Linked DNA regions of Mus musculus: region 2 is linked to region 1. A link is a contact called in public promoter capture Hi-C data. All regions are on one chromosome and are shown on one strand. The core of a region is the stretch at or near the end of the contact, and the rest is flanking DNA. Distances in the headings are between cores, read along the strand shown.

The links. Promoter capture Hi-C pulls out the DNA fragments that hold promoters and counts their contacts.
Region 2: a promoter capture Hi-C map of pre-B cells shows a contact between it and region 1, with 9 times the contacts expected there. The contact joins the promoter of Wdr61 here to the promoter of Bud13 in region 1. A contact is called at or near these places in 2 of 39 promoter capture datasets (the C10 cell line and pre-B cells).

The regions. Positions count from the first base shown.
Region 1 is chr9:46,280,200-46,286,379 of GRCm38.p6, reverse strand. Bud13 (BUD13 homolog) reads right to left here and starts at 3,368. Exons shown (of 10, transcript NM_146000.2): 1 at 3,207-3,368; 2 at 1-37. The coding sequence starts at 3,349. It overlaps Zpr1 (ZPR1 zinc finger), which reads right to left. Exons shown (of 14, transcript NM_011752.2): 14 at 3,737-5,342. The coding sequence ends at 5,208.
Region 2 is chr9:54,731,946-54,738,125 of GRCm38.p6, reverse strand. It overlaps Wdr61 (WD repeat domain 61), which reads left to right and starts at 3,577. Exons shown (of 11, transcript NM_023191.3): 1 at 3,577-3,651.

The DNA.
Region 1 (6,180 bases), core at 2,119-4,618:
AGCCGCCCAGCCCACATCATCATCAACAATCCGCATTCTAGATGAGAACAATAAAAACTCAAAACGGAAGTCATGCTGTAACACGGGCCTACCTACCTGTTGTTCTTTACAGATGGTTGTGAGCCACCATGTAGTTGCTGGGGATTGAACTCAGGACCTCTGGAAGAGTAGTCTATACTCTGAGCCATCTCTCCAGCCCCTTACCTGTTGTTCTTTGACATTTAGAGTGTGTGTGTGTGTGTGTGACAGTGATGGTGTATATATGTGATATGGCATGCATATGGAGGCCAGAGGACAACCTGCAGGAGTCAGTTCTCTCCCTCCGCTATGTGGGTTCAGGGGATGGAATTCAGGTTGTCAGGCTTGTCAAGTGCAGAGCCATGTCACTGCCCCCTACTGGCTTTTAAACTTAAAGGTATGGCTCAATGTTTGTGTGCTGTCAATTCACTCCATCACTGTCCACCTTTGGTAATATCAGTTTTTACAAAGGCACCCCCTTCCTTCTGCCAGACCTACTCTTCTCACTGTTAATCACGAATCTTATTTTCTTTGGGCCCTGTGTATTAGTCAGGGTTCTCTAGAGTCACAGAACTTATGGATAGTCTCTAGATAGTAAAGGAATTTATTGATGATTTACAGTCGGCAGCCCAATTCCCAACAATGGTTCAGTCGCAGCTATGAATGGAAGTCCAAGGATCTAGCAGCTACTCAGTCTCACGCAGCAAGCAGGCGAAGGAGCAAGAGCTAGAGCTAGACTCCCTTCTTCCAATGTCCTTATATTGTCTCCAGCAGAAGGTGTAGCCCAGATTAAAGGTGTGTTCCACCACACCTTTAATCCCAGATGAAAGGTGTAGCCCAGATTAAAGGTGTTTTCCTTAAACTGGGAGATTCAATCTTCTGGAATCCATAGCCACTATGGCTCAAGATCTCCAAACCAAGATCCAGATAAGGATCTCCAAGCCTCAAGATAAGGGTCACTGGTGAGCCTTCCAATTCCGGATTGTAGTTCATTCCAAATATTGTCAAGTTGACAACCAGGAATAGCCACTACACCCTGGTTTTTAATAACTTCCTTGGACCTATCTTTCTTGCTCACTGTCTCCTACTCCCAGAGTAGAAATACCTCTACACACTCTTAGAATGCTTTCATTTGTATTTATCAGCCCATATTCTCATTAAATTCTAAGTTCCAACAGCCAAGGGCTAAGGCATTCTCTTATTTATTCCCTTCTTCTTGTTGTTGTTCCCTATAGCTAGCTTCCAGCTCTCTATCCTCCAGCCCAGCCTCCCCTGTGCTGGGATTATAGACTTTTACCACCATATCCTGCTGACTAATACATTTTTTGTTCATCAAGGCTTCTTCAACACAACTGTCACAGGAGGTATTCAGCCCTCCACACCCATGGACTTCACAACTGCAAACTCAACCAGGGGAAAAGGAATGGCCAATGTATTAAACAGATAGACTTTCTTTAGTTACAATGGCCTATATAACGTAACTACTGGCATACTACCTAAGCTGTAGTGGGCTTTTAAGTAATTAATCTAAGGATGATTTAAAGAGGATGTGAATAGTTGACATGAAAATAGTGTATCATTTTGAGCTTCAGGAACCAGTGCCCCAATTACTGTAAGGTGGTGGCAAGCCAATAAATAAATGTGTGCCACACAGATGAACTGTGCTGCAAGGAGGAGGTTATTTGAAATGCCAGGAACACATGACACAGCTTTAATCACAACAACCATTTCAGACAAGTAGTAAGGGGCTGGGACTTCAGGCTCAGAGAGATGAACATCTCTCTCTTTTTTTTTTTTTTTTTTTTGGTTTTTTGAGACAGGGTTTCTCTGTGTAGCCCTGGCTGTCCTGGAACTCACTTTGTAGACCAGGCTGGCCTCAAACTCAGAAATCCGCCTGCCTCTGCCTCCCGAGTGCTGGGATTAAAGGCGTGTGCCACCACGCCCGGCTGAGATGAACATCTCTTGCCCTGGACCACTCAGGCTATAAGTAGCACAGCTAGGATTCTAATTCTAATCAGTATTGCTCCAAAGCTTAAACTTTCCCCCTGCATGCCATTGCCCCTTCTTCCAGGGACATCAGCCACACTGAATTCAACACCACCTTAACTGAATATAGGCTCATCTTAACTGGTAACACCACAAAGATTCCATCTATAAATGAGGTCATGCTCAAGCTCTAATGAAGAGAAGTGTGGAAATGAGGGACTAATTCGACCCAGTTCAATGGACCATACGGTAATAATACTGTTAGACCATGATACTGCCCCACAGAGAGGGTGAGCCACACTTTGTATCCTATCTAGTACTCTCTTTAAGCTGATAAGCATTTAGTAGACCTGGGGGTGGAGTGTGAGAATGGAATTAGCCCCCAGAGTTTCAACTTTCTATCCAAAATAGCACCTTCAGTAAGCTGCTAAACTTAGGGCTGCTGCTCTAAAGCCTACAAATACAGACATTTCCTTTTGTTCTGTAGGTTGATGTTGGATATCCTAACCCAACCTTTCCAGATTCCAGTGGCCAAGTTACTAATGGACATTTCATCTGAACTCTGTCTCAGCACATCTCTTTGCAATCTGGAAGTATAGTGTTTAATATAAATGTCTGCTCCATTACAATGTTCTGAAAGCTATATGGTCAACTATTTTAGAAAGAGGCCAGGCACAGGATGTGAACTGTTCCCATTTTAGTTGTTACTGTTAGTAGTAGATGTGAGTAATAGGATATGGGTCTTTGATTCCAGATCAGTTCCTGGCACTTTGGAACCCTCAGAAAGAGATTTTTGGATCTAGAAAGAAAGAAAGAAAGAAAGAAAGAAAGAAAGAAGAGGGAAGAGAAAAAGAAGAAGGAAAGAAAGAGAAGGGAAGGGAGAAAGAGAGAAATAAAGTGAGAAAGAAAAAGGTTTGAATCAGCTTTGCTATTCTTGGACACGACTTTCAATCTGTACATGGAACGACGTAAGCTACAAACGCGGGGAGAAAGTGAGTTAAGTTCTAGCTGCCTTTAACACAAGGAAGGCGCTGCTCAGAGGATGAGGTCTGAGCTGCCAGTGGCAGCTACAATCCCGCCCCGGGGCAGTGGAGCGGGGCCTGAGCTCGGGCCGGGGTCGGCAGCACCGCGCGGGCCAGGACGAGGAAGAGCTGCGGCCGAGGGCGCCACCGGGCAGCGCGACACCTCACCAGTCCACTCACCCCTTGCCGCCAGCGCCTCCAGGCTTCGGCCGTTTTTTGCGCCGCTTGCGACCGGCCTCGGGACCTCCTTCCAAGCCAGCATCTGTCCCAGACAAGTAACGCTTCAGATACTCAGCTTTGGTGAGTGGCGGAGCTGCCGCCATGGCAGCGGCGAGGGCGGGGCAACAGCTCGGCGTGGGGGACAAAATTCTTCAACGCGAAACGGTAGGGGTGGAGCCAGAAGCGGAAGCTTTAGGACGGGGACTTTTTGAACTGCTGGACTTAAAGACTTGAGCCTTAAGAGGCTCCAGGGGAGAGTGCGTGCATCTCGGGCTGGCTGTGCTTTTCCTGAGACGACGAATCGGTGCAACAGCCTGCAGCCCACGCTGTCTCAGCTGAGAAGCCACAGGCCGATGTAACATGATCCTACCCTGGCAGCATCAGCGCCAGAGTAAGGAAGAACACCTGTATGAATGGTGGGACTTACCATAGCTGTACCACTAGGGGCACATTCTTGAGCAGCGTTTTAATAATGGACGCTGTACCAAACGTTTCAATTTCAATCACTTTTATTGCTATAAATACCTTTTGGTGGGAAGTCTGCTGGAAGAGGCTTCCGGGTACCATTTAGGGGAAGTCAAACTTGTGACTATAAAAGTTTGATAGGTTTTTATCAAACCTGTACTGACCTTCTCACCTTTGATATGTCTTTCTAAAAAATGATATAAACTCTTCCCAGTGAAATGGATTCGTGGTCAGTGTGGCAAAGAAACCAGGAAGATTCTGGAGTTTCTTCTATAAAGGGTTAAGTGTTTTATGACTTCTCACTTAACCCTCACAATTTTTTTTTCTTTCATCCAGCACCGAGGATTAAACCCAAGGCCTTTTGCACATGGTATGCAGGAGTTCTATAGAACTACATCCCCACTCTTTTGAATGTTGAAGATCTAAATTGCCTAAGCTGCCCCTGAATTTGTTAGCCTTCCTCCTCAGCCTCTCAAGTGGCTGGACACCATGACCTACCCTTCAGTTTTATTAGCCTCCTTTATAGATAATAAGAACTTTCGGGTAAGTACAGGAACCCACACATCTTCATACTGCCTGGCTCTAATTTTTGCTAGCAGAGGCCAAACAAGGATGGTGCTGGTTATCCAGTTTGAATTCGTTTTGTCTTGAATCAGGGTTTTTCTGTGTAGCCCAGGCTGTCCTGGAACTTCCTCTGTAGACCAAATCGGCTTCAAACTCATAGAACCACCTGCCTCTGCTGGGATTAAAGGTGTGTGCCACCCTGCTTTTCCAGACTGCTTTAAGCTGCATGAGAACAGCTAGACTCCACACAGGTGTACCTGGCTCAGAGCAGACAGGATGGCCTATTGGAGTGAATCAAATGCTGCCTCTACAGCAGCCACCTCAAGAAAGATTTGCTTAGGAAACTAAACTGGTTTTTCCTTCCTCATTTCTTTTCATGAAGACGGACTCTCACTGCATGGCCCAAGCTGTCCTCAGTCTCCTCGGAGCTGAGTGTGACTCAGTGTGACCCAGCTTAGTCTAGCACATGGTAATCAGTAAGGACATGAACGCAGAGGCGGGTGTCGTTTAAAGGCCATCACTTTAATGTGGCGTCTTCACCTGTGCCTGCTCGGCCCCTCCGACATCCTTCCCTGCTGAGTCAGTACTTCACATGCCCAGAGCCAGCAGAAACTTGTATTTCACTTCCCCAGACTTCAAAGGTCCAGCACTGGAGGTCAGAGAGCTGACAGGCAAACGGTGATGGCAGACCGCCTGGTGTTTCTGGGATTCTTCTCACGCCGACTTTAAAACCTCCAAAAGAAGGTCAAGGAGCACAGTAGGGCTGCAGCTGCCTCGTCCGTCAGCTGCTAATCTTGGGTGCTTACATTTCTAACTCAAGTGGTAACCTCTTCACCATGGACGAGGGCTTGAGCACTCCTCGTCAGTTCCCCACAGTAACAGATAACCCTGCAGTGTGAGTGGCACTGTAGCTGGCCAGTGAGCTGGCCACTGCTACCGCTGTGGGGCCAGGCCCGCCTCATAGCCCTCTGTCTTCATGTCATTGAGCCCGAGCTCCTCATTTTGGTCAAAGGTGCGTTTGTACCGCTCGACCTTCATCTCTGGATCGTCTTCAGGTGCATACACATTCTGCAGGGCCAAGAGCAGACAGACGACGGTCAGCGCCTGTGCAGCCCGCCATCCCCTCCCACGGCTGACTCTCAACCTCCGAAGAAATGCACAGGATTTGCAGGGTCTCTAGAGCCCACGGCTACATTCTGCAAAAGTGTGTGTGTGTGTGTGTGTGTGTGTGTGTGTATGCTAGTATCAAACCCAAGCCCCTGTACATGCATACAAGTGTTTAACCCCCAGTTCTAAGTACTTTTATATATGGGCCTTCCTATAAAAAATGTAGCCAAAGTTGGTGATTGCTTATAATCTCAGCACTCTGGAGACTGAGGCAGAAAGATTACAAATTTAAAGCCAGCCAGGCTACATAACAAAGACTTGTCTCAAAAAAAAAAAAAAAGGTTTTGAGGGAGGGGGACCACAATGATCTTAATTATGTGAAAAACTAGGCCAGTTTTGCCAGGCCCATCAGTGCTCATTAATACTAAAGTAAGGAGGAGGCCCCAGGTTCAACACAATTTTGCTGCAGTTTGATATGGATCAATTGCCAGATGTTTGCTTGCCCGTTCAGCCAACACCTCTCGGCTTTCCTGTCCTGACCTCTGGCCAGGTTCCTATTGCTCCTTACTTCACAGTCAGATGCAGAATGGAAGCTCCAATGCTGAGGGTGAGAATAAGAACAAGACAAGCAGACCCAGGAAGAGGAGGTCCTACTTTCTTATATATTCACTCTGTACCTAGGGCCCTGAGCACGCTAGCCAGGTAAACAGTTACTCTTGGCTTTTTCTTCACATTATTGTATCTTAAGACAGTCTTGAAAATCGCACAGGCTGGTCTTAAACTTTCCATTTTCATGGCC
Region 2 (6,180 bases), core at 2,328-4,827, 8.5 Mb before region 1:
CTTACCAACAGAGTGTGAATATGCCTGACCTTACCCCTCTCACATCTAAAGTCACCATGTTTCATCAGTGACAACAGTAATACCAGCCCATCTCCAGGGACTACCTGTCCACTCTAGACCTTGTGTAGAAAAATCCTCTTGGGCCAGCAAGATGGTTATGCAAGCAAAGATGCCTGGCATCTCTGAACTCAATCTCCAGGACCCACATAGTGGAAGGAGAGACCTAGCTTTTACAAGTTGTCCTATGTATCTCTTCTCGACTAGTAAGAGTGATAAGATTTCAGGTCATCTCAAGAACCTGATACAATGCCTGTTCTTCCCCGTCCTCATTGAAGAGCTGGGGCCGCCCCCAATCAGTCTTATGCCCTCCTCCTTTAACTGTTATATCTTTCAAATTAAAGCTTTTGTCCGAGAGTTTATGCTTTAGACTTGGTTTTTATTTCTACAACCACGGAGACAAAGTTCTCTTACAGGTGCTATCCTCAGCTATAAAAGAAACAATGGCGGGGGCTGGTGAAATGGCTCAGTGGGTAAGAGCACCCGACTGCTCTTTCAAAGGTCTGAAGTTCAAATCCCAGCAACCACATGGTGGCTCACAACCATCTGTAACATGATCTGAGGCCCTCTTCTGAAGTGTCTGAAGACAGCTACAGTGTACTTACATATAATAAATAAATAAATCTAAAAAAAAGAAAAAAAAGAAAAAAGAAACAATGGCCTGTATTTTATATGTTCTTTGTGCCAGACACTAGTCTGAGCCTCTCACATACACAGCAACCTTCTTTTAGTTTTGATGGTAAGGGTTGGTCTTTGGTTTTGAGAACAAGATCTTGTATAGCCCAGGCTGTCCTTGAACTTGCTATGTAGACAAGGATGACTCTGGCCTCCTAATGTTCCTGCCTCCACCCCTAGGGTGCCAGGCACTACCAGCATGCAGGACTACCATGCTGTGGATATTTTTAAAAATTCTTATATCAGCCCCAGTGAGAAATTTCTATTACAATCCCTATTTTAGAGATGTCACCATAAGGAAATAAAACTTAACTATCTTAGAATAAACACAGGCATTTTGGCTTAGAGCTTAAGTCCTTATGTGCCCCATATGGAAACAGAAGGGGCCCAAGTTCCATCCCTAGGGGTGTGGAGGAGTAAAGGAGGGGCTGCCTAGAGGGATATATCCACAGAAGGCAAGAGGCATTATGGGAAATGCTTCAGCCTACAGACTATGGTGTGTGTTTGTATGTGTTAATGTTTGTATGTGTGTGCACATGTGTGTGTAGGTGTATGTGTGTGTAGGGGTATGTAGGTGTGTGTGTGAGAGAGAGAGAGAGAAGAGAAGAGAAGAGAAGAGAAGAGAAGAGAAGAGAAGAGAAGAGAAGAGAAGAGAAGGTCAGCTATGGGGCAAAGGAACAAACATTAGAAAAGTGGGCTGGAGTCCCTGTTCTGAGGCTTTACAACAAAGGGTTTTAAAGAGGACCACAGTCAGAGGACCTCGAGCGCCCTCTGCAGGACATATGTAACACACCTCCCCTCGCCCCCACTCTAGTTTCCCTCTTTCACTTGCTGAGTAGAAGATAGTGCTCTGCTATTGGACTGCTGATTTAGGTCTTCTCTGGGAAGTCACTTACATATATCCAACTTTTTGACGGAGTAGTGGCAATCCTTTCTGCTGGGCACATGGCGACCTCCCTGTCCTTGTAGGTGTAGACTGAGGCTGTAACTCCGTGGTGAGCCTGTAAGAGGGAGTCAGGTGTGGCAGACATGAGCCTGAAATGCTTCTACACACACGTGACTCTGGGCTGCGTGGTGACACTGCTGTTCTGTGTCACTCTGCTTGCTTCGTCCTGTCTCTGGGTTTGCTCTGTCCAAGCTCGTTGGAAAAGCAGTAAGCCATTTTTTAGGAAGAACCAGAATCCTGGGGCCATGGCCTTCCAAAGAAGGACTGGGTATACTTTCAGAGCCTTTCAGGACAGGGCACACAGCTCTGTCACACCCGCTGTCTTCAGTTTTGCTTGATTTTATTGTGAAATCTTTTCATTGTCTTTTGACCTGCAAGATCACAACTCTTCCTACAGATGTCTCAGTGATGCACAGTTACTCTGTCTCCCAGATTTGCTCTATAACACACATAGAGGAGATCTAGGAACTTTGATAGAAAAATAATTATATTTTTATTTCTCTTAACTTCTAGCAGAAAGGTGATGTTTTTCTTGATCACATATGTGCACAATAAACCAGGAGGCATTAACAGTAATTGACTTGGTCACTAAATCAAACCACAGTATTGTTCCTATTTTATTACAACCACTGAAGATAATTCAAAGCATTGTGTATGTGTATTGATACTTTGAAATCACAGACGGTATTAGATCTGTTGAGCTCAGGTAGGTGTGTTATTATTTTGCATATTTATGGCTATTTTGATGGAATTATTTCCCTTTAATCCTATGTGGATATTGATCCATTTATAAATATTATTCTGAGGCAGGACTCATAGTCTTGATTGCATGTCAAAGACATTCATTGTACATAAGAGGCCTGTTATTCTTGCTTCACAGTAGACCATGCTAATGACCTCATGTGCTTGGTGCTCTGACAGTAGAGAGGTGAAAGGTAGGGGTTTAATATAGTCTTTGAACAAGCATATCTGGAGTTCACATCATAATTATTCAGTCACTGAAGAGCACACGAATAATTCAATGTCCAAATTCTACTGGAATTCTCTCAGTTCTCTGTTTGGCATCTTGAAACAGCACTCTGAGGTATTTTTCGGCTTTGAGTTTGAACGACAGAGTTATAGCCAGGCCTGGTAGTGCAGGCCTGTCACTCTAGAGATACTGGAGACTGAAGCAATAGAAGCAGGAATCCAAGGACTGCCTATGCTACAGAGTTACAGAGTAAGTTATAGGCCAGCCTAGGCAATTTATTGAGAACTTGTTTCTAAATAAATAAATAGATGGCTGGGATGTAGGCCAGCAGGAGCATGCTTGCCTAGCATAGGCAACATCCTGGGTTTGAATTTATGCGCTATTAAAAAAAAATATATAGGGAATGGCTCAGCAGATAAAAGTGGCCGCCTTCAAGCCTGATGACTTGGGTTCCATTCCTGGGCTCCACGTGACAGAGACAACTAAGACACTCAAGTTGTCTTCTGACCTCCATTTCTACACCATGACATGTGTGCACACTCCCATACGTGCACACAACTTTTAACAATATTAAAATGTGGCACTTTAAAAATTACAGAGCTAGGTTGTTTTAGAAAACCTTTATTGTAATGATTTTCGAGCTTTTTGCTGTGGGAGATGGGGGGCGAGGCTGGGCTGGAAAGGAGAAGGAAAGAAAAAGAGGACGAAGAAAAAGCGGGGAAAAAAAAAAAAAGAAAGAAAAAAAAACAGAAGAAAAAACGAACCCGGGAAGTCATCAGAGAAGCTTTCTGAAGCCTGTTAGCAGCAGGCTGCCCTAGGTACTCCCCGCCCACTCTCCCTGGCTCCACCCTCACCCCAACCCCGCACGCCAAGGCAGCAGGGGGGCGCTCTGCCGGTCCCGCCCGCATCCCAGGAGAGGCCCCGCCCCTTCGTTAGCTCATCCACGAGCGCCACGGTCGTGCTCCACTGACGTCAGGCGTGCTGTGCGGCTGGCTGTACGGTGGTGAGTTGGTGTGCTGGGCAGAGTTGGGGAATGGTGGTCTTTGGTGCTGTTGCCTACTAGGGCGAGAGGGCGACTGAACCGGGAGAGTTGGAGGCCACCACAGCAGGTTTGTTCACGGAGGCTCCAGGAGTCCAAGGGTGGCTTTCGTGACTCTATTTAACTTGGCTAGTCCGCGAGGCACGAGTCCCAAGGGCAGACAGAAGGCCCATAGGTGGACTAATTTTGCTCCCAGATAATGTTTTGTGCATCCCGGAAATGAGGGTTGGCTTCTTTGCGGGGTGGGGAGGGGAGTAGTTTCCCCTTAGATAGAGGACTCTGGGGAGGGGAGTAGTTTCCCCTTAGATAGAGGACTCTCTTAATACCAGTCCTATAGTAGTTAGCCACGCTGTTAGGTAGCAAGCTTCACGTCATTGAACACTAAGCAGAGAGTGAGTTCCTTTTATTTCAAGTACCATGTGGTATGGTGCGTTACAGACGTGCCTGAGAAACTTTCATAGACGCATGGGTTAGTCTCTGGGAAGCCTGAAGAAGGACCTTTAAATCCAGCCCCGATAACTGGAAATTTTCCTAAAGAGAGAGATGGCATAGAGGCCTCTTGGGATTCTCTTGGTTCTGAAATTACCTGTCATGAGACATGTCTTAGTAGTAGGAACTGTGTATTTACCTACGCTTCCGTCAGCTGCTCTAAGCCTCTCTCTTCTAGCCAGAAGAACGGAGCTAGTAAGAGTGCCTACTAAACGGCGTTAAGGAAGGTTCAGTGAGCTAATCTGTATAATAGTTAAAATAGGATCTGATGCAGTACGTCCTCAAAGGTTCAGCCTGATGGAACTGCACACCCTATTTTGAGGGTAGCTTTTTAAAAGTTGACTCCCTATAAACCTTCTTACTTGTAAAATTGTCGTTTTTCTCTATTGCCAAGTGTGAGGTTCGTATGGGCAGAGAGGAGGCAGTATCACTAAGAGGGCTGGTCTTCATGCAGTTTGTGTCTCAACTTGTTTGAGCCAAATTGTCAGGAGAGCTTTCTAGTCTGGGCAAGGTCCTGTTCTTGAGTCACAAATCAGTAACAGTCACAAGTCAGCACACCTGATTAAGATCTCTTAGGCCAGGACTATTTAGAAATCATGTGTCTGTCTGAGTTTCTGTTCTTGGTAAACATTTGTTAGTCTTTGGTTTGCATATTTGAAGCAGGTAGCATGAGCCCAGATGTCTGAGCTGTATGTACGGCCTGTTAAGTGAGGATGGAACTGAGGGGCTGTGAACATGGATTAGAAGACAATTCACACTCTTATATTTGTTAATTTCTAGTTGAAATTTAGCATATTCTCCCATTATGTTATATTCTCACATAACAAGTATTAAATATGACTTTGTTAACGGCTTTAGCGATCACAGGTGTTTTCATATCAGAATGTTGTGATGGGATTGTTGTTTGTTTTGAGACAGGGTCTTGCCAGAAAGCCAGGCTTAGTACCTCCAAACAATTAGGATTACGGAACTGCTGGCAGGATGTTGTTTATGTCCTGAGGTTGCGGCATCTTTTAGACTTGCTGATTCTTATAGAATGTGATGATAAGGAGCCATGTGTGTTTTGCTCTCATAAGTTTGGTTTTCATGTTTTGACAAGATTGTTTTCCACATAGAGCCTATGCCTAGATTCTGTTTGTGAATTTTCATACTCGATTATATTTATTTATAATTTTAGAAGATGTGCAGGGTGTTGAATCTTTTGAGTCACGTGATGCCCAGTTCTGAGTTCGCTTCTGCCTTGTTTCTGCTCTCACTCTATGAGAAAGTGTCTTTTCTCTGGGGTTTAGTGCCATGCCTTCTCATTTTTGTGTTTTGGTTGCTTGTTTGGTTTTGGTAGTGAGCCCGTGGTGAAGGTAACCCTCTGGCATGGTGCCGGAGTGATAGCCCATGTTCTTGCCCAGTGCAAGAAAGCTGTAATGAGTCTTAGAGAGAAAAATAAGTATTTTAGATAAGCCCTGTTTAGGTTGAGTTCAGTATTAGTGAATTACTAATGTATGGTCAAACAGAGTCATATGCAAACAAAACAAAGCAAAACCATAGCATGTGATTACATATTGAGCACTTGACAAAAATGTGTCCCAGAGGCTTTCAGTGGCCTACCTCTGAGTCTCCAGAGGAATGGTCTGATACTGCCCACTAGTGGTAACTTTATAGAACATAGTTACCACAGAGAGTGAGCACATACTAGGTTTTCTTTCTAATGCTGTGTATTTTATGTATTTGAAAACAACCAGAGAGAAGGTTTAAGTTTTGCAAGTCTGTTAGCTAAGTGGTGTGCAAAACATACCAAGGCCTTGGGCACGTAAAGGCACTTACTGTCACGCCTAACACCTACCTGGGGAAGAACTGAGTTCCACAAATTGTCCCTTGACAATTTGTGCAGGTGAATACACGAATGCACACATATCCATAAACTCAATGTATGGGCGTATGTGTGTGTGGATGTTTAATAAATCTAAGGTTAATAAAATTTAAAAAGCTTAATATAATTAAGAACTTTAA